Regions from separate parts of the Mus musculus genome. Here regions 1, 3, 4, 5 and 6 are each linked to region 2. A link is a contact called in public HiCAR-type, HiChIP or PLAC-seq and promoter capture Hi-C data. All regions are on one chromosome and are shown on one strand. The core of a region is the stretch at or near the end of the contact, and the rest is flanking DNA. Distances in the headings are between cores, read along the strand shown.

What was found. Promoter capture Hi-C pulls out the DNA fragments that hold promoters and counts their contacts. HiCAR-type assays count read pairs that join an accessible place to other places. HiChIP or PLAC-seq counts read pairs in DNA pulled down with a chosen protein or histone mark.
Region 1: a HiCAR-type map of astrocytes shows a contact between it and region 2, with 4 times the contacts expected there. The contact joins the promoter of Adck2 here to the promoter of Agk in region 2. A contact is called at or near these places in 7 of 39 promoter capture datasets (the 3T3-L1 cell line, the C10 cell line, embryonic stem cells and 3 more) and 2 of 115 datasets of contacts at active chromatin or transcription factors (astrocytes and embryonic stem cells).
Region 3: a promoter capture Hi-C map of liver shows a contact between it and region 2, with 3 times the contacts expected there. The contact joins the promoter of Dennd2a here to the promoter of Agk in region 2. A contact is called at or near these places in 6 of 39 promoter capture datasets (the 3T3-L1 cell line, the C10 cell line, hippocampal neurons and 2 more), 3 of 115 datasets of contacts at active chromatin or transcription factors (astrocytes and embryonic stem cells) and 1 of 9 other capture datasets (embryonic stem cells).
Region 4: a contact with region 2 is called in an H3K27ac HiChIP or PLAC-seq map of embryonic stem cells, with 6 times the contacts expected there. The contact joins the enhancer-like site here to the promoter of Agk in region 2. A contact is called at or near these places in 2 of 39 promoter capture datasets (cranial neural crest and embryonic stem cells), 3 of 115 datasets of contacts at active chromatin or transcription factors (embryonic stem cells, pancreatic cancer cells and stem cell-derived neural progenitor cells) and 1 of 9 other capture datasets (embryonic stem cells).
Region 5: a promoter capture Hi-C map of stem cell-derived epiblast-like cells shows a contact between it and region 2, with 2.5 times the contacts expected there. The contact joins the enhancer-like site here to the promoter of Agk in region 2. A contact is called at or near these places in 5 of 39 promoter capture datasets (the 3T3-L1 cell line, 3T3-L1-derived adipocytes, cranial neural crest and 2 more) and 1 of 115 datasets of contacts at active chromatin or transcription factors (astrocytes).
Region 6: a contact with region 2 is called in an H3K27ac HiChIP or PLAC-seq map of embryonic stem cells, with 11 times the contacts expected there. The contact joins the promoter of Ndufb2 here to the promoter of Agk in region 2. A contact is called at or near these places in 3 of 39 promoter capture datasets (the 3T3-L1 cell line and cranial neural crest), 1 of 484 Hi-C or Micro-C datasets (embryonic stem cells) and 3 of 115 datasets of contacts at active chromatin or transcription factors (astrocytes, embryonic stem cells and forebrain).

What each region holds. Positions count from the first base shown.
Region 1 is chr6:39,572,523-39,575,367 of GRCm38.p6, forward strand. It overlaps Adck2 (aarF domain containing kinase 2), which reads left to right and starts at 1,354. Exons shown (of 8, transcript NM_178873.3): 1 at 1,354-2,684. The coding sequence starts at 1,779.
Region 2 is chr6:40,324,066-40,327,163 of GRCm38.p6, forward strand. It overlaps Agk (acylglycerol kinase), which reads left to right and starts at 1,413. Exons shown (of 16, transcript NM_023538.2): 1 at 1,413-1,465.
Region 3 is chr6:39,556,161-39,559,150 of GRCm38.p6, forward strand. Dennd2a (DENN/MADD domain containing 2A) reads right to left here and starts at 1,674. Exons shown (of 19, transcript NM_172477.4): 1 at 1,415-1,674.
Region 4 is chr6:39,779,437-39,782,460 of GRCm38.p6, forward strand. No RefSeq gene overlaps it. Among named protein-coding and RNA genes, the nearest start is that of Mrps33, 30 kb to the right of the region's middle. Within about 2 kb of position 1,670, at least 194 of the 459 cell types and tissues checked have an H3K27ac peak or open chromatin away from gene starts, as enhancers often do. A contact at or near this core is called in embryonic stem cells, where this site is marked.
Region 5 is chr6:39,678,858-39,681,841 of GRCm38.p6, forward strand. The region is part of intron 2 of Braf (Braf transforming gene); the gene reads right to left. Among named protein-coding and RNA genes, the nearest start is that of Braf, 45 kb to the right of the region's middle. Within about 2 kb of position 1,649, at least 23 of the 459 cell types and tissues checked have an H3K27ac peak or open chromatin away from gene starts, as enhancers often do. A contact at or near this core is called in stem cell-derived epiblast-like cells, where this site is marked.
Region 6 is chr6:39,591,023-39,593,985 of GRCm38.p6, forward strand. Ndufb2 (NADH:ubiquinone oxidoreductase subunit B2) reads left to right here and starts at 1,543. Exons shown (of 4, transcript NM_001358797.1): 1 at 1,543-1,690. The coding sequence starts at 1,593.

The sequences.
Region 1 (2,845 bases), core at 104-2,603, 750 kb before region 2:
CCCACCCCTTCCTTCCCTTCCCTCCTTCCCTCCTTCCTTACCTCCCCCTTCCTTCCTTCCTTCCTTCCTTCCTTCCTTCCTTCCTTCCTTCCTTCCTTCTTTCCTTCCTTCCTTCTTTCCTACTGGAATTGAAAGTGAGGGCACCGTGCCTGACACCTGACCACATTTCAAAGCAGTGTAAGGCATCATGTCTGCCTTGGGAAACCCAAAGGGTGTACCCCATCTTTTAGAGTTAGGAACTGGACTGTTATTGACCATACAGGAAGAGCCATTGGCCACTCCACTATTCCTGACTGTTAGTGGCCCTGATCTTACCTTTGGAGAAATTACTATATCTTCTGAGCCTTCTGGATGGCCAGGGGGTGTGTGTCTTGAGGTTGAATGACATGTCCAGTGATAGGAACCCTGGCCTTGTCCTTGTTTCTCTTTTTCTATAATCCTTTTCACCTGGGATGTCTTTAAATCTACCCTTGGTCAGACTTTTGTGCAAATTTCTTTCCACACAGGGACAAAAGCTGTTGATAGGTAGTAGGGACTGTGGTGCCCCAGGGCAGGCAGCTTTTTAAGTTCCAGAGCGCTGAGAAGAAATTGCAAGCCCTTTCCCTGGCTATGTAGGCTCAGTTCCCATGCTCTATCACCTACACACACACACACACACACACACACACACACACACCCCTCAGAACATCAAAAGTCTTTCCTACTTTGGAACTTTTATTTGGCTCCTCTCCCAACACCCTTTTTTTCTTCTCCAAAGTAGCCCAGCCTATGATTCAACCAGCTCCTCACTGCTTCTGTGGCCCTTGCTACATTTTTATTTCTATGACATTTATTTTGTATGTGGGGGACACGACTTAAAAGGAATTGGTGACATCCTTCCTTCATGTAGGTTCCACGGATCGAACTCATTTATTTCGTTGGGCTTGACATAAAATAATATCGTTACCTATCTAGTTTAGTATATATTCTTGTGACTCAACAAATATTAAATTAAATTCAAGAAAGACCTGATTTGGCTCAATAAGTCTTAGTTAAGTGTATAAGCCATTCCCTAAGGTCTAAACACCGCCGCTAAGTCAGCGTAGCCTGAGACTCAAGAACTCAGCAGCTGAAAAATCTGTCCTTCCTTTGGACCCACTTGTAATATTCAGTGTAGTTTAATATTTCTAGGATTTAAGCTACGAGGCTGTGAAGAGGAAAGGCAGACGCGGAAAAGAGGGCTACAGAGCTCGCGTCTGCGTTTTTTCTCTAAATCATCACAGGAACTCGATGTGCCCAGGCGCTTTTGCCCTAGTTCGCGCCGTGGCCCCTTTAAGGAGCATGTCGTGGGCAGAGAGGGCGGAACCAGGTACCGGAAGCTGGGAGCAGCGCTGGCCCGGACGCTTAGTGCTCTCTCTCTCTGCCTGGTTGTCACTGCCCGCTCTGTGCAGGTCCCGAGCCATCGGCTCGGCATCTCCGCCGCCCCCCGGGAGCCTGGCCCGTGAGCCCGCCGGAGCGCGCCTCTCAGGTCTTCCCGCGGCCCTCTGAGGCTTCGTCGTTCTCTCTAGGCCGCGGGTCCGCATCTCCGTCCCTGGCGCTCGGCGACTCCCTGCACTCTGAGCTCTGGCGCTGGACAGCTTGTCACCCGTGGTCCCCGGCTCAGGTCCCCGTTATCCCTCCCCTCCTGGGCTGCGCTAGGGGGCGCGGTCCGACTCATCCCCGCTTCGGCACGGAGCGTCTCCACAATGGCTTCCCTTTAGGTAGAGAACAAGCAGTCTAGGCCAAGGGGTCTAGAGAGGATGGTGACCCCCTGGCGTTTGTCTGTCAGGGTCTGCTTGTCACACTTAAGATGCTTTGAGTTCAGAAAGGAACTTGGGCATTCCAGACCCCTGGGATGCTCTCGCAATGCCAGACTATGTTGGTTTCTGCTAGGTACTTTGCCCAAATTAATCTCAGCCCATGGCAGTGTTGGAGAGGGGGCGCCTGGCAGCTTGTGCCAGAGAAAGACTCACTGGAGTGACCTGGCGGAAAATGGACTAGTGGAGAAGGTGGCCCAAGAAGGGCCTCTGGCCCGCGTCTTACTGTGTCTCCGCCTAGGGCTCCGCGCTGGTGTGCTCTTGGCGAAATTCTTCCCCCTCCTCTTCTTGTACCCTCTCACCTACTTGGCCCCTGGCCTCTCCACCCTCTGGCTCCATCTGCTTTTCAAAGCTACAGAGACCTCAGGCCCAACATATATCAAATTGGGCCAATGGGCCAGCACCCGGCGCGACCTCTTTTCAGAGGCTTTCTGTACCCAGTTCTCCAAGCTGCATGTCCAGGTGACCCCCCACCCTTGGGCAAGGACGGAATACTTACTCCAGCAGGCATTTGGGGAGGATTGGGGCAGCCTCCTCTTTTTCGAGACCCGGGAACCTGTAGGTTCAGGTTGTGTGGCCCAAGTGTACAAAGCGTTCGCTAGTATTTCCTTGTTGGAGGAAGACAGGATCTGGAGACTTGGGGAGCTCTCTGCCCCAGGAACCAGGGCCGTGGTGATGCAGAGAGAGCCCTTTATGAAAGACCGGAAGCCTTCAGAAAACCTTGCCGACGAAGCATTTCTAGAAAAACTGCTTCTTCCTAAAGCTGACCTTGGTGGGTCAGAAGTGGGTGTGTCTCAGGCTCCCTGGCATCTGCCTAAGTCAGATCACCTCATCCCAGTGGCAGTGAAAGTAAGTGCTCTCAGACCTTGCCTAGCACTTTAATCAAGTACCTACCCACTGAGCTGTCTGCCCCAGATCCGAAAGAGACCCTCGTGAGGGGCACATTGCTTTCTGTTCTAAGACTGAGTATTCCTTCTCCAAAAATGCTTGGGAATGGGAGCGTTTTGGAT
Region 2 (3,098 bases), core at 163-2,662:
CATGGCTTCTGCATCAGCACCTGCTTTCTAACCTGTCTGAGTTCCAGTCCTGACTTCCTTTGATGATGAACAGCAATATGGAAGTGTAAGCTGAATAAACCCTTTCCTCCCCAACTGCTTCTTGGTCATGTTTGTTCGGGAATAGAAACCCTGACTAAGACAAATGGGCTCATGGCTTTATTTTATTTTCTGATTCATAAGTGTCCAACTAACCTATTCTACGGTGGAACGTGTCATTCAGGGCAACTTGAATCTGTGTTCCAAAACCATTGCCATTCATACTTGGCTCAGAATACATTTATTTCCTGTTTCCTAGGGAGACAGCAGTGAAGAAATGTCTATTTTCTCCAGATAGTGACAGGAACAGACCCCGAAGAAATGATTCCACTAAAGTCTAGATTTGTGGATCCATGAATTTGATTGGGGTAGTGAGGAATTACCTATAGGAACATGAGCAACTTAGAGGAGGCAATACCAGTGAAGAAGTTCCCTCAACACTCCTCAGCCCCTCTGGCCCAGTAACCTTTAATTGCTTGTACATCTTGTGGAAGATGGGAGTCCCTAGAGATCAAATATTAGTGGATCCAGTCTTGGGACATCTCAGGCGAGTTCCCATTTGAAGATGTTCCTACTGAAAAACTGTTCCCATTTAAGACAGCAATGTTGTGCCCTCAGGGCAGACTTCTAAGAGTCCTCTTTGCAGCAAAATCTGTTTTATTTTGTTGACATCTTCCTCGCAGTGAAAGGTGGCAAGATAAAAAGTTTTTGTAACTGCCTTGGTGTAAGGCAGCTAACAGGAAGCTTCTCTGCACCTGCCCTTCATCTTCAGCCCAGCGATCTTTATATTTTAACAAGACACATTTTTCTGTTGTCCAACACCCCTGTGGGCTCTCCTGCTGCATGGCTCCCTTTTCTCATAGCTCTTTCTGCCTCCAGCACACAGGCCTAAGGGTTCTGTGATTTTGTGCCTGATTTCCCCAGCCTCAGCCCCACTCCCACCCCACCCTGCTCTTCCGTGCATCCAGACCTGATCATCATCTTCCTGCTCTCTGGAGCTCAAACTTCCGCTCGTTAATTTAACACAGTGCCTCCTCATCTCCCGCCCTGTCGCTGGGTTTTGTTTTATTTTGTTTCATTTACCACTATGCCTTAGCCATTTAATTACTTTCTGATTTAGTTCCAAATCGTAAAACTGTTCTTATTATGTATTGTGAACTTTCCAGAAACGACTGGCTGGCGACAGATGGATAGATGAAAGATTGAATGAACAAGTAATGTGAGAGAAAGGGAAGGGAGGGCGGTGGCTGCTGCGAGCCCATCCCTAGGTCACGGGAGGGCTCGCCCCCGCCTGGCTCGCGCTGCTCCGCGTCGGAACCCGAGAGCAGAGGGAGCGGTTTCCCTGAAAAGAGAGGGAGAGTTTTGTGAGAGCACACAGGAAAGGCCGGGCGCTGAGCGGCGGGCAGCGGTGAGTTCGGGGAGCAAGCTAGGGCCGCGGGATGTGTGTTGTCAGGGTGTGGAGCGCAGCCGCTGGTGGCTGCGTTGAGCAGAGCGTCCGGGGAACCCGCCTGGCGTCCGGGGATCGGCCACGCGGTTGCTGACTGCGGTGGGGCGGGAGGAGGGGAGATTGGGCCGGGCCAGCATGGCGTGCACGCCCGTTGTCCCTGCGAGTCAGGTGTGCCGGTTCGAGTCCCAGAGCCGTCCCTAACCTGTGAACCCCTCAGCTACTTCCCACCTTGGGCTGTGGGGTACTCCGGAACAAAAAAACGGGGCCAGTAATATTTGAACCCTAAAGGGTGGGTCGGTTCATTCGTTCTATTTATTAGGTTCTGCAGATGTGGATGACTAGAATCTGTTCTAAAAAGCTCTTTAGTGAGAAAACCCCTACTTTTCTTGTCAGAAGAGGGTCAGAATTTGAGAGTTTTTGGGTTTGGGGAAAGCCTGTTTGGAAGGCAAAGATATGTTAATTTAGGCATAAAATTTGAGATTTTTAACTGACATTAGTGAGAATGAAAATTTTGGCTACTGAGAAGGGAATATACACTGAATGTATTACAGATTGTGAAGACAAATACAGATTTTATTCACAACTGCTTCACTGCAAAAATTAATGGTGTTTCCCTTTTTCTCTAGGGAAAATGTTAATTGACTTATCCAGGGTCTCACCATCTGTAAACGACAAAGCTAGGATTTCGTTAAGCACCTTGGCCAGTCCTCTTTGCACACTAGGCTGCCTGCATATTTCCCTCATCTTTTAATAATATAGAAAGCATTTAAGACAGGGTGGGCGTGGCTTTTTAAAAAGACAGTCCACTCAGAGTGTTGTCGACTGTCCGATATTCGTTCCATGCCCCTCTCTACTTGGGTGATGTTCCAGCCTTCCAGCAGGTGGAACAGTCTAGAGTCTCCTTAACTGCACACTGTTTCCCCACAAACCTACAATGTAAATCCAAAGCCTTGAAATCACTTAACAATCCGTTGCCCAAGCACAAAACCTGGCTCCGTTTCCTCGTCCTTCACCTCTTGCAATCAGTTGATCATCAAGCCCTGCCCATTTCTATTTCATAAAGACCTCCAAATCATTTGTTGACTCTTGTCTAGAATTTGTGGCAGTCACCCCTCGAATGGCTCCTTTTAGATTTACTTTCAGGTTCTGGCAGTCTGTTTTATATTCTGCACCTCAAATGTGATTGTTATTCATCTGCTAAAAAAAAAAAATCTCAAGTTTTAAACATAATATTGTTTTAAACATAATATCCAAAGACCTTAGTGCGGATTCAAAGCCTTTTCAAATCTTCCCCCTCCCCATGACCCCATCGTTCATCTTAAAACATTGATTTTTAATGTCTGGTGTGTTTGCAACCTCCATTGCAATTATGTTAGTAACTGCTAACTAAAAATCATATGACTACTCAGTTCAGGAACAAAGTAGGCTTTTGGGGAAGGAAGATGATGACCAAGAATATATATTTACAACAAATTTTGTGCATTTTAAATAAGGTTTAATAAAGACAGTAAGGGCTGGGAGTCACTGTTGTAGATGCTATCCTGTATGTATAATATCGATGGTGTTTAGGGCATGGTCATCCCCAAGTCGTACA
Region 3 (2,990 bases), core at 424-2,923, 770 kb before region 2:
GCTTAGTTGGTAGAGAACTTACTGAGCAAGCAGGAAGCCCCAGGTTTGACCCCAGACATCTCATAAAGGTTTGTGCCACACTCCCGTAATTCTAGTGTTTTGGAGGTAGACTCAGGGACTAGAGAGATGGCTCATCAGTTAAGAGCACGAGCTCGGGCTGCTCTTCCAGAGGACCTGGGTTCAATTCCTAGCACTCACATAGCAGCCCACAACTGTGTGTAACTAACTCCAGTCCTAGAGGATAGGCACTAGAGCGGCCGTGGGCACTGCATGAACATGGTGTACAGACATACATTCAGGGAAACTCATAAAGATATAGTACATTTAAAAAAATTAATTCAAAATCAAGTTCAAGGTCTGTCTAAGCTACCTGAGACCCTGCCTCAAACAAACAAGTCCCTGAACTGAGCCTGCCTGCCTACCAGTAATCCTGAATTTAGAGAGTTAAGACAAAAGGGAGGACTTTAAGTTTGAGGCCAGCCTGGGTCACATACTGAGACCCTGTCTCAAATAAATAAACTGTCTGTTTCTGTTTGCCTTCTGCTTCCTCTCTGAATCTCCAACTCTCTCCTCTGTGGTCCATTCCCTAAAGAGCCTATTCAACTCTTCAGGTGTTTGGTACTGAAGGAGAAAGGCTTTTCTATAGTAACCACAGCAGGTGCAAGTGTTTCATAACAAATTACTGTAAAGTGCCTATTATAACACTATTACCACACTCCACAATTACCTGTCTTTTGGGGAGCTATAGTCACAACCCTGAAAGCCATCAGAGCACCCGGCCAGAAGTCAGCCTGCTCCTTCCTCAGCAGGCTGGTTAAATTAGGGTCCCAGCTCTCTCCTTGTTCCAATCCAGGGCCAAAGGAAGGCACTCCTTAGCTTCCTGTGTCTGCCCCTCACTACAGGATTCCGGGCGCTGAGCTCCCTCTGGCTCAGTGGTCTGACTCCATATCACAGTGACTCTCCTGCACAGGACTATATCCTGTGTGGTTAAGAGACTTACCCTGGGCTCCATCTACTCCCAACTCCATCCTTGGGGAGGAAAGTGGGAGAAGTAAACTTCAACGTACCCCACTTTCCACCACGACAAATCCCGACTAGAGCCGCCTGGACTCCCCCACCCCAGCGTACACACTCGGTCTCACACGCGCGTACTCACTCACAGCCGCCCGGGAGCTCCGGCACAGCGCAGGGCCGGGCTCTGCCCAGTTTCTGCAAGTTTCTTCGGCCCTGAAGTTAGCCCGACCCGGGAAAGAGCTGTGGATCGCTTCCTGCGCGGGTCCCCAGGGCCCCGCTGAAGCGTCCCCAGCGCCGCCTGCGAGGAGCCCCGGCTTGCGCCTGCAGTCTCCTCGTCGCCCCCGCGCGTACCCTCCCGGGTCTCCCCCGAGGTCGCCCGCACTCCGGCGCCCAGCCCTACCTCTCTACGGGCGTCGGCTCCGCGGGTTCTGGGGCGCAACTCGCGGTCGCCCGGGGCAGGGGCGGCGGGGGCCTGGGGCGCCATGGCCCGCTGCCCTCCGCGCCTTTGTCCGCGCGGCCTCCCCCGGCCGCCGCGAGCCCCTCGGGTCCCCGCCGCGCGCGCTCCCGTCCGGTCCCCGCCGCCTCCGGCCTCGGAGGCGTGCTGCGTCTCCTCTGGCCTCCCGCGCGCGCGGCCCCTTCCTCTGCCCTGGGCTGCGCCGCGACCGTCTGCAGTGACGCGCGCCCCCTCCTCCCGACCCATCCCGCGGCTCCAGTGAGCTAATCCGCAGCTGGCGGGCGCCCGGCCGGTTGCCACAGCAACCACTCTCCCAGGGCCCGCCGCCGAGGGGAGCCACGGTAAACAGGACCTTCTGCCGCACTCACTCGCCCCCTCGCCTTTCGAGGGGTGGGGGAGACGGTGGCTTAACCTTTTCTGTGCTGAAGATCGCCGAACCGGTTCTCTGCTACCCCGACTGAGGTCCATTCTTGAGATGCGCTTAGCCAGGGGCCGAGAACCAGATTTAGACAGCACCAAAGCCGTAGCCACACTCCCTGCCCTTGCTTTGTTTCTGAGCAGTTAGGGTGGACGCCTCAGGCAGAATTGGGCTCCACATTTGCCCCCAAGCAACTGACAGTCATGAGATAGGCCTTCGAGGCCCAGTTTGCCCATAAGCAACAACTCACAGTCATGAGACAAGCTATTTGGACCCAAGGGTCCATATTTGCCCCTAAGCAACTCAGGAGCCTGGGCCATAAGGATCCAGGGGCCCACCTCCCTACAGAAGGGTACAGAATGGGTCCCAAGCCCTGGTCAGGAAAAGTGATCAGAGAACTGGCTTTCTACAGCACACCGGTCCCACGGTCCCACGGTTCCACGGTCCCACGGTCCCACGTACACAGGGTGCAGTCAAAGCACTCACACAGGAGGTTTTTAAGACAGTAGGATTGCCAAATTGGGGGGCTGGTGAGATGGCTCAGTGGGTAAGAGCACCCGACTGCTCTTCCAAAGGTCCAGAGTTCAAATCCCAGCAACCACATGGTGGCTCACAACCATCCGTAATGAGATCTGACTCCCTCTTCTGGAGTGTCTGAAGACAGCTACAGTGTACTTACATATAATAAATAAATAAATCTTAAAAAAAAAAAAAAAAAAAGGATTGCCAAATTGGAGTCCACTTGAAAATGCTGTGGGGGCCTTAAGGGAGCCAACACAGGCTGGGGCATTCTCTGGGGCTTTGGTGACCAGCGATAGTGAATCAGTTATAGAAGGTGGAGAAACAGGGCAAGAAAAGACAGCCTGAAAAGAGGGAAGAGTGTGACTGGTGTTGTGGGGGTGTCACATTATGGTATTTGGGGGACCCTTAAGTGGGAGGGAATAAGGATCGATGGGTAGGCCTGGAGGGATTCAAGTGGCCTGGGCAGAATTTGAATATTATGCTAAAGGCAAAGGGGTCCAAGCAGAGAAACACCAGATGCTAAGTGCTCAGGCCTGACAGTGACAATTTATCTGCCCTGAGGGTAGGTGCCAGCCAGTCTCC
Region 4 (3,024 bases), core at 420-2,919, 540 kb before region 2:
GTATTTCCAGCTTTCGTTTTTTGGTTCTCCAATTCTTAAATGGAGTTGTTCACTTTACCAGATGTTTGTTGTTTAACTGTATTTGCAGTCATCATCTTGTCTGTTGCCCTGTGAAAATGGAGGTGTCTTTGACTCGATCATCAAACATTTATTTATACGGCAAACTTCCCTGTATCTTTTTAGTGATAGAAACTTAAATCTTTATGCACTTAAGCCATTCCTTCCTTTCTAGCTTTCTCCCTTCGTTTCTTCCTCTCTCTCCCCTCCCCCCTCTTCCTCTCTCCTTTTTCCCTCCCCACCCCCCACCTCTTTTCCTTTTCCTTTTCCTTGGATCTAACCCAGAGCTTTGCAAGTGTGCTGGGCCAATACTCTGCTGTTGAACTGCGGCCACAGCCCTTTTGCTCCATATCTGCCCCCACCTTATTTGGAGACAAAAATTTTGCTCTGCAGGCAACACTTGAACTCATAATCTCCCTGCTTTCCCACCATGAGCTGCCATCCATGCCTGGCTGTTTTGTTTGTTTGACTTTTGTTTGTGTTTGTTTCAATTACTTAAAAAAATGGTGTTGGGGTTGGAACTTAGGGTCTTCTGCATACTAAAAACATGCTCTACCACTGAACTATACTATACCTTCAGTTCCTTTTTGTGTTTTTAAAGAATTATTTTTTTATGTCTAGGAATATTTCACCTGCATGTTTATGTGTGCCTAGAACCCCATAGAAGTCAGATGAGGGCTTTGGATCCCCTGGAACTGAAGTTATAGATGATAGTGAGCCAATACGTGGGTGCTGGGAATCAAACATGCCCTTCAGAAGAACAGCCAGTGCTTTCAAGCTGGACCAACTGTCCAACTTGCACATATACATATGTATATACACACACATACATATACACATACATATATGTACACACACACATATATATGTATGTGTGTGTGTGTGTGTGTGTTTGTTTTTTGTTTTTCATTTTTGAGACAGGGTTTCTCTGTGTATCCCTGGAACTTGTTATTTAGATCAGGCTGGCCTTGAATTCAGAGATCTGCCTCCTGAGCTAGGATTAAAAGTATGGGCTACCATGCCTGGTTACTTTTGTATATCTAAAAAGTTTATGTGTACGATCATTTTGTGTGTCTAGACCCATGGAAGCCAGAAAAGGGCTCCAGACTTGAGTCACAGATGCTTGTGAGCGACGTCTGGACAGGAACTGGATCTGGGTTCTCTGCAAGGGCAGTGAGTGCTGTGCCCACCAGCTCCCTTTTACAAACCTATTTTTAACTTCAGAACATTATCTCCACTTGATAAGATTCAATAAAGCCTTCTATTTTTCTTTTCTTTCTTTCTTTTTTGGTATGTGTATATTTAACTTTTGTTTTTAAAATGAAATCGTATAGACAGGGTCTCGCGTTGTATGCGTGCAGCTCAGGCCGGACTTGTGGCTTGGTGATCTTCCTGCCTTAGTCTCCGGAGTGCGGGAGTTAGAGGCAGCTGGCTGGGGAACCTGCAGCCACACAGACTTATCTCTTCCTGGGTCTGGAAGGCAAAGGTAAAGATTCTTGTCGTTAAAACTGCTGCCTGTTAGGAACCAGTTGGACTGCAAATCTCAGCAGGAGCGCTTTGAGCGGCTGTCTGCTGACAGCAGGATGAGCTGCCGGTCACAGAAAGCCAGGGGGGAGGGGGTGGGGTGTTACTGGGAAATTCTCCTCCCCGGACAAATGACCTTTCACCCCCTAGTTCTCTGTGCTCCTTTTCTTCCTCTTGGTTTTCTTTCTGAGCTTCTAGAGGAGACTAAGATATCCGTGGATTTAAGGACTGATGGTATATGACTGCTTGGTGTTTGTTGTAAAAGGTTCTGTCGCTCCTTTTGCAGGGAAACCAACAGAAACTAAAGTACAATAAAGCACAAGAGGCCTGAGTACGTAACTCAGTGGTAGAGGTCCTGGCTTTGACGCACGCGCCCCCTCCCCCTCCCCATCCCCCAAACACACACACCAACCACACAGAGACAGGGAGACACTGGGTAAACACACATCGGGTGTGAGGCCAGAGGAGCTAAACTGTAGGGGAGATCTGCCTGGGAATGAATGCCTTTCCTGTAATAACCAGAAACAGCTCCTTCGGAGGAAACTGTGAGCCCCAGGGTACAGAACGAGAGTCAGCTAGCCGGGAAGCAGACACAGTGGGCTGGCTTGCTTTTTTGCTTTTGCTTTTGTTTTTTGTTTGTGTGTGAGTGTTTTTTTTTTTTTTAGGCCAATTTAAATTATTTAAGTATTTTTGTTGGCGATGCGTTCATTTGCTTTTCAGTTCCACTTATGATATGCCTTCATAATCATCCACTCTTAGAAGAAGCCTAAATGACTGGTTCAGCAGCTCCCAGCAAAACCTCGCTCTGGAACCTATGTGAAACGCAGGCGTCATGACTAAGAGGAACTACTCTTAGTCATGTTTGTTAAGAACTGGCTTTGTGAGCCCGGCCTTAGGAAGTGACCACAGATTTCACAAGTCCACACATGTGCCTGTTAGAGCATGTTTGTTAAGAGTCCTATGTAACTCCGGTTTGATTTGTACCTGAAGGGACCGAGGGTAAAATACTTAGCCGCTGGCACGCCAGACTGGTCAACAGCCTCGGCGTGGGGTTTTAGCTACTTCTCTAAGGCTGTTTTCCAGCTTGGATTTTTAAAGTCTGCAGTTGCAAGCGGCCTACCAGACATAGCATTTCTTGCCTCCTTTTTTTTTCATACGAGATAACATTTCAAGGCGGTAGAGGCGAGGCAGCCCTGAAATTCCTAGAAGATTAGGAATGTGGGGGAGATAGCATCAGTGTGACTTGGAAGTTTCTCACTTTTCCAGCCTGGGTCAGGGGACTATAGACTTTACCCCCCAGATAGCCACTAGCAGAGTGGTCAGGACCTCCTGTGTTTACATTGGCCTACGGTAGCCTCATCCTCCATCTTCAAGCCTGCCAACAGTCAGACTTGATCTAACTGGGGTGGCCTCCAGTTAAGCTTTGATTTCAGGGTGTAATTT
Region 5 (2,984 bases), core at 399-2,898, 640 kb before region 2:
ATTATCTCCTTCCCCATCAAATGCTGCTTAAGCAAGTAAAAATTGATTTGATACCCTGCAACCATAGGAAACTCTGGACCACTAGGAGTATACCCTTTTAAACATCCCATTTGACAAAAGCTATAAAGTAAAATGGCTTACCATATTAAATACCAAATTCTAAAGGAACAGAATGATACTGAAAGTAAAGAGATGGCATTGATTGGAATATACATATCCACAGTTCTTTCAGACAATGGAAATCACCTCAGCCTAGAGTAATTTAGCCCTTTTGTTCCCTAACATCCCAAACAGATGCAGTACTAGAAACATTTATGAACCTCTACAAGAGAGAATCAAGGATTATAATATGACATTTCCTTTTTCTCAAGAAGTTTACTGGGCTAGCAAGATGGCTCAGCAGGTAATAGTGCTAGCTGAGCAAGCCTGAAACTTGAGTTTGATCCCTAGAACCCACAATGAAAGGAAAGAACTAACTTCTGAAAGCTGTCTTCTGACCTCCACATGCATGTGCATGCCCCAGCCTCATGAGTACAACATAAAACAACACACAATAAAAACTTTAAAAAGAGGCCTGTGTGCAGAGAATTTTTTAACAAAGAACATATTTTAAGGTACTGGGTGGGGGGAACCCCACAGATTTCTAAACTGAATGTCAGGTAATGTGTTGGAAAGTGCAAGGAGTATATGGACCACACTAGGAAATCTGTATTTCATAAGCAGAAATTATACCGCAGGAATTACCTGAGGAAGGGGAGAATGCAAGAGCAATCTCATTTCAATAAAGGCTACAGCACTCTGGTGTACTGAATATTTATCTTACTGAACAACTTTTTTTTTTTTTTTCCTGAACAACTTTTGAAAGGAGAAAATATAGTGAAAGTACTGAGGTAAGGAGCCTGAACTCTGGAAAAATTCCCCTTTGACAATTTCGTAGTCTAGAACTGTCACGAACAGAATAGAGAGTTACCATCAAATCAATTCAAATCTTTCTGTTTAGTTTTCATATCAAGAGGCTAATTAATAAGGGTGCCTTTCTCAATATGCTTCATTTATTGAGTCTATATTCATTCAATAAATATTCGTTGTTTATCTCTATACTGGCATCGTTTATGCTGAGACTACAAAAACAGACAAGGCAGACAATTCTTACCCTTAAAGGTTTAGAAATGCCTGGGAGACAAGTTCTTTCTTACATAAATCAAATATTCTTATTACTGAGGCCTAGGCAAACATGGTTATTATATAAAATTAGCCTTATAAAAAAGAATTATTGGAAACAATGAATTTTCCAAATATTCTTCCCTTATCAAAGTATTAATGTTAAATTTTGAAAATATACCAATTTCTTCAGCACAGATTACAAACTATCACTTCACCACATTATCAATAGTTTTTTTCATTCTCACAGTTCAGTTTAACAAGTTACTTCGGCTGCATTCAGTGCTGTACTTGTTAGCTGTATGTCAACTTGACAGAAGCCAGTCATCTGAGAGGAGGGAATCCCAACTGAGAAAATGCCTTCCTAAAATCAGATTATAGGCAAGCCTGTAGGGCATTTCCTTAATAGATATAGAAGTGCCCGGTGGTGGATAGCCCAGGGGTTGCTTGTATTTTGATGCTAATTCCACTCTCCAGGGAGAATGGAGTCTTGTATACTGGTGACTTCTTGTCACCTATCCCCTAATGAGTAAAGGAGAAAATCACTGGGTAAGTAGGGGAGACTTCCGGGCTGGACGGAAGAAGAGGAGGGGGAGGTGAGAGAGGGCCCAGGGGGGATGGCTGGTCAGCCCTACAGGGCAGAGTTGCAGGCACAATCTCGGGAACGAGCCAGTTCTTTTTTAATATTTCCTGCACAAGGCCCAGCCCATTGTAGGTGGTGCCACCCCCTGACTTGGTACTGGATGCTATAAAAAGAGCAGGCTGAAAATGAAAATTTTGTTTTTTCAAGGGAGTTTCATTGAGGGAAACAAACTTCTCTTAAGGATATGCTGCAAGCCTGGCAGTAGATGAGCAACAGAAAACAAAAGCAAAACAAAAACCTCAATAGCACTGAGTTTTCTGGAAGTTCCTTGTCTCTATAGCAACAGTGCCCTCACCACTTAATTTTTAAAAATTTGTATTTCATTTTATTTATATTTTCTCTCTTTTTACCGTACTGATCCTTTGCATATATATCATGGCTTCGGGTTTAGTGTTCGAATAAATGGGTCTCTGAATTTTTAGGTTTTTTTTTTTCTCCTTTTGGGGGCTCTTTTCTTTCTGTCTGTCTGTTTTGTTTTTTTTTTAAAATTTTGATGTGTTAGTTCTTGTTTTATATTATTATATTATTATTCCTTGAGAAGCCTATATGTTTTCTACTGAGAGACAGAAAGGGAGTGGCTTCAGATGAGGGGGAAAGTGGGGAGGATCTGGGAGGAGTAGAGGGCGGGGTGACTGTTATCAGGATAGATTATATGAAAAATAAATCTATTTTTAATAAAAGGGGGAAAAATAAAAGGAAGCAGGCTGAGCAGGCCATGAGGAACAAGCCAGTAAGCAGCACTCCTTCATGGCGTGTCTCTGCATCAGCTCCTGCCTCCACATTCTTGTTCACTTGAGTTCCTGCCTTGGCTTCCCTCAACGGGCTGTGATTCAGGATACAGAGGGCAAATACACTCTTACCTCTTCAAGTTTCTTAGTCATGGTGTTTCATCATAGTCATAGTAATCCTAACTGTCAAATATGACTGCTCTCTAATATCCCTGCCTTAGAAATTTAGGCATTTATTTCCATTCTGTCTTCAAGACCCAGAGATATTCATACCATAGGCTTTACAAAAGATTGAAATGATGCCAGAGTCTGACTCTGGGACGTTCACAACCTTGAATGAACACTACTCCACCTTGACTTTACATCTCACTAGCACACGAATAGGTTTCAGGTCAACATGAATATTTCTAACATCTTCCCAGACTTTGGTCTATACTGTACTCTTTCCCATA
Region 6 (2,963 bases), core at 293-2,792, 730 kb before region 2:
ATTCAAGTCTGGCCTTGATGAGTACTTGACTCTTGAATATGAAACATCATAGCAAATTTCTAATATGTGATGTTGGTACACTAATGTTATAACCTAAAACTGCATGTTCTTCAAATCAACCAACCCAAACCATAATGTACCAGGGAAGACCTTGTTGGAATCAATATTCTTGGTATCACACACACCCCTACCCACTAGATCATAGCGAAAGTAATCCTGCAAAGCAACATATTATTATTATTATTATTAATTTTTCTTTTGGTAAAATGTGCCATAACTTACAGTGGCCTTGCAAGCACACTAGGGCGGGAAGTTCAGTTGTTATTCTAATACAGGTGATGACTGTGTCTCATCCTATTGGTAGAGTGCGACCTCAGACTCTGCCATGGTTGGATAGTTCCTAATAGATGCAAAGGAAGGAGGGAAGGAAGGGGTCCATAGCTCTTGTCGTCAGAATGGAAGGCCTTTGTGTAAACAGGTTTTCCAGATGATTAAAATACTTGAATAATTTTACAAGGTGGAGATTATTAGAGTATTGACTGTTGGTGTGCTAGCTACTGTTTATAGAAAAAAGTCCGTTTCTCACAACCTCTTGGGGTTAGGAGTAGTCTTAGGTTTGGAGTCTATCCAGATTTCAACAGAGGCAATACTGAGAGAAAAAAGCAGGCCGAGGAAGGCGGACTATTTTAATAGCCAGTGGAGCCTTTGTTTCTTGAAGGAAATCTGAAGTGAGTGAAAAAATTAGTTTTTCTGGAAAGATGACAGTAGGCTATCCTATAGACCTAGTAACTCGGAACAGATATGTATGTCTTGTTTTATGAGGATGAGCTTGAAAATTCATATTCCCTCCCCACTAATGGCCGGAGACTGAGCGCATCTGCGCGTCTACGTGCATCTATTTGTGTTACAGCTCCCACTGCGAGTACATTTCTACGGCTGAAGTCAGGTCTCGATTTGTTGCCATCTTGGTGTTGCATCTTAACTGGACTGCCCTCATGTCCTTATTTTTCTGCTTGCTTATTACATTAATAACAAGAGGAAATGCCAAAAAACCTCGAATTGGCTAAGGCTCGAGGCGTTAGGAACTTTCCCCCATGTTCCTGGCCGACTTATTCCGAGTGTGCCGGGTTGGGTTCCTCAGGTGATTCCCGTGCCACCAGTCCAGGTTCTGAAATTTAACACCCTGGCTGATTAGTCATTCAGAACAATGCTGAAACAACGATGCTATAAAATAAACATTGCGATGTTATAAAATAAACATTGCGTGGTTCAGAAAGGGCTTAGGCCTTTAACAAGGGCCCACAGTGGCAAGAACATGCATGAAAGCACCGTCTATATGAGCCAAAGCAGGGAGCAGCAGTAAGGTCAGCCAAGAGCACCTTGCCAGGCTGTGCCACGAGGCAGCCAGGGCTCCTCCTGAAGGACGACCTATCTGCCCGTTAACCTGGAGCCTCTAAGGTCCGCCAATGGCTTGAACTTGTCCCCTGTGGCCTACCATCAGCCCGGGTAGAGACGCAGTGCGACGCAGTGACGTCACGGGCCGGGACTCGGGGAAGTGACGCATCAGGGGTGGGAACTGCAGTCTTGCTAGTATGTCTGCGCTCACCCGTCTGGTACCTTTCGGCCGCGTCGGAGGCCGCCTGCTCCGGGGCTGCCGCGCGCGGGCGGCTGGAGACAGTGGAGTCCGTCAGTGAGTGTCGGGCGGGGGCGAGGGTTCGGCCGGCTTGAACAGGCAGCGCTGCCATCCGGACGCTGTCACCTTGAAGCAGTCGCCCGGGAGGGTGCGTGAAACTCCGCTGCCGCCCGAGGCATGCTGGGTCTTGTAGTTTTGCCTGGACCGAGACTGGCCTTTTAGTCGGCTTGGTGGGCTAGAGGTGAAGGGATGGCGCAGGGTTGCGGGAGAGAGGCGTTAACTAAGACCCGAGTGATAAGAATCCAGTCCCGCACAGTCTCCCGGACTGAGCCTTCCAAGCAGCTGGCTAGTGGAGGTCCCGAGCGCATGGAGACGGGTGGAGATGGGCTCAGAGACAAGACGGGTCCAGGCAGGGCAGACACGGAGACCTTGAGTCAGTAAGGTAGTATAGTCTGTTCTTTTCACCATTAGGTACATTTTTACGATTAAAATTTGGCACTTTTTTTGAGCCTCACTGTGTAGCCTCGACTGACCTGGAACTCATTAGTGATCCTCCTGTCTCTGCTTTCGGAGTGCTGGGATTAAAGGCGTGCGCCCCCAAGTCAGTGTTTAGATTTGGCACTTTAAATCCTAGATTGGATGCTGTGTCTTACTCATTTTGCCTTCTCTCCACCCGAGATTTGTAATACTTATAGCTTTATTTTGTTGTATTGATCTGTCTCTCAGTCTCTGTCTGTCTCTGTCTCTCTGTCTCTGTCTCTCTCTCGCTCGCATATAACCTGGCAGGTTTTGTCCACCGAGATTTCTTTTAAGATCTTCATACCGTTTTGGGGATGCTTCCCGTCCAGTTTCACTACTTAGCTTGGATTTCCCTTACCTCCAACGGGGGAAGAAGGGTTCCACTATTCATCTAAGTTCCCAGCCCTTGGTTTGGGTTTTTGGGCCACAAAAGGTCCAACCCAGCAATAGTTCAGGTGGAAACTTACCTGAAGTTTGGCTTCTGGTAACTAAGTTTCAGTTTCCTTCTCGTTGATTTATTATTACTTTTCGCCCTTTCATTATGGGGCTACAGCTTGATTCAGGAGTCTAATGATAGACCACTTGTCTTGGGTCTCTGAGTCGTCAGAGTGGGATCCCTGTGAATGCCAGCTTCAGTACTGGCTTCCCAGGCATTTGTGCTCAGTTACTGATACTTTTTTTTTTTTTTTTAAGATTTATTTATTTATTATATGAAAGTACATTGTAGCTGTCTTCAGACACTTCAGAAGAGGGAGTCAGATCTCGTGTACGGATGGTTGTGAGCCACCATGTGGTTGCTGGGATTTGAACT